2 separate regions of the Cricetulus griseus genome follow, and region 1 is linked to region 2. Evidence: chromatin contacts called from public Hi-C data. All regions are on one chromosome and are shown on one strand. Each heading gives the region's core, a stretch centred on a gene start, on an enhancer-like site or on the middle of the called end of the contact. The rest is flanking DNA. Distances are from core to core; before and after follow the strand shown.

Region 1 (2,700 bases), core at 184-2,683, 330 kb before region 2:
TGGAGAAAAGTTTATTCAAGCCTTTTTTTTTTTTTTTTTTTTTGAGACAGGTTCAAGTTGGACTGAATTCACTGTCTAGCCCAGGCTGGGTGTTAATTTCTGGCCCACTTCTGCTTTAACCTCCCATGTGTTCAGATTATAGGTATGAATCAGTACACTGGCTCCCTTTTGAATGGATATGTTAGAAAATTTAAATATTTTGGATATTAAATTGTATCATTTCTTTCTTTCTTTCTTTTGGGGGGAGGTTAAGACAGGGTTTCTTTGTGTATCCCTGGCTCTCCTGGAACTCTGTAGACCATGCTGGCCTCAAACTCAGAGATCTGCCTATCTCTGCCTCGGGAGTGCTAGGATTAGAGTCATGTACCACCAAGGCCTGCCCCATTTTTGAGGCAGTGTCTTTCCATATAATGGCCTGGGCTTGCCTGAAATTGCTATGTAGTAAGCTAGGCTTAAACTCATGAGCATCCTGCTACAGCCTCCCAAAGACGGGGAATGTAAGAATGAGCTGCATGGCCAAATGCATCCATCCTAGACTTTGACTTTGCTTTTCTCACATCAAAGTGATCCTCACATTTCACAGATTCAAATTTCTCAAAACTACTTCCACCTCTCCTCCTTTGCTTCAGAAAACAGCTTACTGCTCACCGACCTTCATACTGTGACTTCTTAAGTGGTTTCCTGTCTGCACATATCTGTTTACCTCACCCTCCTGCCATGGAGGTGACAGGGAGGTTTTCAGGATGAGGTTAAGTCCATGGCAGTTTAGGAGATGCTCTATGGTCTTGCCCATCTTCTCACCTTGCCCTCTCTATAACTACACTCTAGCTGCGCTTGCCACCTCCAGACCACCAGACACTTTCACTTGCTTCTAGACTTTAGATCCTAACTTAGATGGAAATGGGCTTTTTTCTTTCCCTCTTCTGTTTCTGACATTCTTCTGTGATCTCTTCTTAGACTGGCCTACTGGGATAGTTCCAAACACATCCTCTTGGGCATAGGTATCTGCTTGTTGATTCATTTGTCTGCTAGTCGGAAGGACTGTCTACTTTTTACCCATGTTTCTCCAACAATGCCCCTCCCCCCACACACATGCCAGGACTTCTGGGACAGAAATGACATTCAACAAATAATTAGATACATTTTCTCTGTATTTAACTTATGTGCATTTTCTCCACTACACAGAATTGAAATACACAGCCATGACTATGAGAAGACAATGCAGCTCAAAGGAAAAGTGCTGCTATTGAACAATGTGGTATTAAGTATCAAGAAACAACAATGTCCTGTTCCGAGCTCAGTTATCTGATTGGCTAAATGGTTGCTGGGAATGCAGTACCCAAGCCAGCTTCTTAATGATTATCCACAGTGCTTTGTAGTTTGTGCTGGTTTCAGCCAGCCACATGAACTGGAGCTCTGCTCTGAAAGGTTCGGCAGGGCTGGATGGTTGTAGTGACATACAAACTTGCTATTCATGCCTAGCCAGACTGGTTAGCTTGCTATGTCCTATTGCAGAGAAGGGGAGAATAAGGAAATAGGCATTTCATGTGAAAATGCCAATGTCACTGCTGCTGAGTCAACAGCGACCCAGTCATTTCTAAGGCCAGGGCTTTTGCTCCATGGTGGGAAAGATGAGATGTTTTTGGTTTATCTTCTTTTATGTGTATCTTGTTACTAACATTTTGTCTTATATTTTCCTACTTCAGCCTTGCTCTCTACTCCTTTTCCCAGAAGGTTTACAGCCTGAGATAAAGGAGACCAGGTGTATCTGTAAGTTCAGGGTGATGTTAAATGCACCTAACCCTCAGAAGTTGGAGGTGTTAAAATATGTCCTGGAGACGGCACACTTACACTAAAATACACTGTAAGTACAAGTGTTGATCATATTGGAGATTTGCTGAGTGTACTAATGAGGTCTGGAGGCTAACTCCCTCAGGCCAGTGGGCTTTCAGTATTGCCTAAGGTCCCTAAATGGAGTTTGGATTTGGGCTTACACTGTAGCATCAGGACACAGGCCAGGTCATTTGGGTAGGGTACTATAGACATTCTTCTTGTGTTCTGATCTGCTCCCATATATTTCTTTCAATACTCTTGTTACAAAGTTAAGTCACTTAAATTATTTTAAATGCATACTCAAGTCCTTGATGGCGGGGGTTACCAGAACCCTAAATGGATGTAAGGTCAGCAAAGAGTCTTCCTTGTCACATCTGAAGCTGGTTCCAGATCTGGGAAGGATAGTTGTTAGTGATGCTTCCGACACAATGTTGAAGTCAGCCCTTAAGGGTCCCTAGAGAACACAAGTGTCTGACTTGGTACCTCAGGAACCCTGTCTTCAGGGACATTCCCATATCCTACCAATAGAGGGAGCCATGATTCCATCTCACAGACGACATCCTTGTCCTCTGATAGAGGACAGTAACCAAAAAACTGCAGCTCTGAGATAGTGCCTTTGCCTCAGGCTACTGAGGGTTCCAGGCAGAGTCAACAGCTACATTTGATTGCTGATAGATAAATCTCCACCAGGCTCCCAGCTGAATTGCTGGCCTGAGAATGCTTAGGAGAGCTCCGGATGGCAGCTTTTGCATCGCATACTTAGTCAACTAACTTTCCTTGCTTCTGAAATTTCTGTTAATTCTAAAAGGCAATTGGAACTATTTATATTTAGATTACTTCATAACTGGAGTTTCGCAGCCCATGATA
Region 2 (2,700 bases), core at 197-2,696:
ATAAATAAACCCTAATCAATACAGGAAGAAATATAGAAAGGGATAAACACTAAAGACCTTCAAACAAAGACATATAAAATCTTCTACCTACCACTGTAGAAGTTTACACACACACACACACACACACACACACACACACACACACACACACTGACAACAATACCCCTAATAGACACTACAGGTTAACTAATAAAAAGCCCAGTTCGGGGAATGGATTATTTCCTCTTTTGGCTAGTGAAGTTCCATAGATCCCAAACATTAAAGACTACTGCTGATGCAATGGTTACCCTCCAGAACTTGACGATAAGGCTGTATTGCCGAAGACATCACATAATTGAGTCACGCACTATGATGGAATCACTCTGGTACTATCTGGAAGCTTTGCCCTTAGTAGCTAGCTTTTGAAGGGACCAGCTCCCCATTTCAGCAGCCATAACAGCCTAACACGTGCTTGCCTGACCTTGCCTTGGTCACTAGGTCAGATGCCTGCCCATTTCAGCAGCCATAACAGTCTAACATGTGCTTGCCTGACTTTGCCTTGGTCACTAGGAGGTCAGATGCCTGCCTCATGGCAAGGAACCAATCAGAAGTTAGCTGGTGGTGCTATGTTTTACAGCTCTGGTTGTGCTTTACAGACAAGTGTACAGCAATGACATGAAGAGCATAGCAACCATTCTGGGAGGGCCTATGGGCTATAACAACCAGTTGACCAATTAACACGGGGCAAGTCCTCCAAGGCTGGAGGCACACCAATCCAGAGCCTGTGCGTACCCCTGGATACTCCCCTTACGCTGCCCTATAAGATCTCTATCCTGTGGTTTCTCAGTGTCTTTCCCAGCCATCCACCATGGTGGATGGATGAAAGGTCCGTGCTAACATGGGGTTAGCTCGTTAAACAACTGCAATAAAACCTCTTGCTGTTTGCATCAAGTTTTCGACTCCACTTGGTGATTGGGGTTGTCCCAGTCCTGGGCCAAGATCCTGAGGGCCTGAGCCTCCAGGGGTCTTTCACTTTCACCATGGAAAGTGCTATGCATGATACTGGGGGAGAAAGTAATCATCAGTGTTACCAGGCTCTGAACCCTGCAAGCTACAATAATGAATGGCTTGTCAAGACAAGCCCAAATAGTGGCATGAACATCATAGGAGTAACCAACCACTTTCTGATTAGATTTAAGGCCTCTTACACAAGATGTAACCCATACCTAGCACCAATATCAGGGCTAAGACCCTGTGGTTAGATAGGTCATAGGACCTAGGAGAGAACCTACCACTATTATTCTAAATGGACTTAGTATTGAACCAATTCCTAATGGCTTATCATCATACCCATAGATTAATTTATCTCTCAGCCCTTACCAGAGAAGCTTCTATTTGCAGTAGATGATTAACACAGAAGCACAAAGCTGGTTAAAGTGCAAAGAGTAAGAAACTGCAGACTGCTCAGCTGCAAATGGAACATCCATTTCCCACCCAGGACAGCTTTAATTTATGACTTTTTAAGATAGGGTGTTAGCCTAGAGTGCAAGAATGCTGATTGAGACAGAGAAAAATCTTTATAAAGCCTAACTTATGACACACCCAAGGTTCAGGATCATTAAGAAAGACGGGATTGAAAGACTGTAAAAGCTAGAGGTGGTCAATGACCACAAGGAAACAGTGTCTCCAGACACAACAGGGCAGCTGAACATATGACCTCACAGTGATTGTGACAGCAATCACAAGACTGTGCGAGCTCCAGACAAAATCCCAATGTGGAAATGGTAAGTTAGCGTGAAATCTCAACCCAGGGAGGGACTACAGCATTTCACGGGTTCCGGAGAGGGAATCTGAGGGTTAAATAAAGACAAGACAGTGGGTCATTCTTGTAAGGAGAATGCTGTTTATTTCAGAAGGGAGTAGACTTATATACCAACAGCAGCCACAGTGGAAATTTACTCAGGTCAAGATCCATGTCCCCAAGCCCCCTGGCAATGAGCGGATAATTTGTATTCTTGCATACAGGCTGAAGGAGGGACGTGAATGCCTAATCTCCAAGCAGGCAGAGAACACCAAGGGCACCTTAGGTCACCCAGCAGGGTCCCAACACTTTCACTAAAATAATAATAACAACAACAACAACAATAATAATAATAATAATAATAATCTTTTAAAAGTAAGGACACTGTCCAAAATAGATGGTGCCTCTTTGCCCCAAACCCATGCAGTCACTTGCTTCTGCTCTGTGATCACGGTAGTCAGGACCAGGAAGGCAGCGTAAATAAGTAGTCTATGCAGCATCAAAGATAGATTGCATGTTGATTGTGAGTCTCCCATAAACTGGAGACCCCACAGGTACAACTGATTCTCCCCCCCCCCATAGAATACGAGCTCTGAGTGACCAAAGCACATAAAAAAGTCGACTAACACAATGGAGTACATCTAATACAAATACAAATAGGAATATAAATCCATATTGCTATTGTATTAGATACACTCTGCTGCACCTTGAGTTTTTTCCCACCTCATAGACTTTGGAAATCAGTTCCTAACAAATTTTTAATTCTTTTTTAATTCTTATGTATAATATTCAATTATAGGCACGTACTGTAACTTGTTTAATTATACTTCATGTTATAAATATATTAGTGAATTTATTCTTGTGCTCAAGCCACTGTGCAAATTTTTATAAGGCAAATCTTCAAGGGTCTCATTGCTGTG

What was found. Hi-C and Micro-C count contacts between places; a contact is called where the count stands out from the background.
Region 1: a contact with region 2 is called in a Hi-C map of liver, with 5 times the contacts expected there. The contact joins two enhancer-like sites. A contact is called at or near these places in 6 of 8 Hi-C or Micro-C datasets (the CHK-Q cell line, the CHL-YN cell line, the CHO-K1 cell line and 2 more).

What each region holds. Positions count from the first base shown.
Region 1 is chr4:144,338,849-144,341,548 of CriGri-PICRH-1.0, reverse strand. No RefSeq gene overlaps it. Among named protein-coding and RNA genes, the nearest start is that of Barx2, 13 kb to the right of the region's middle. Within about 2 kb of position 1,433, at least 1 of the 6 cell types and tissues checked has open chromatin away from gene starts, as enhancers often do.
Region 2 is chr4:144,010,582-144,013,281 of CriGri-PICRH-1.0, reverse strand. It overlaps the pseudogene LOC100766291. Among named protein-coding and RNA genes, the nearest start is that of Tmem45b, 110 kb to the right of the region's middle. Within about 2 kb of position 1,446, at least 1 of the 6 cell types and tissues checked has open chromatin away from gene starts, as enhancers often do.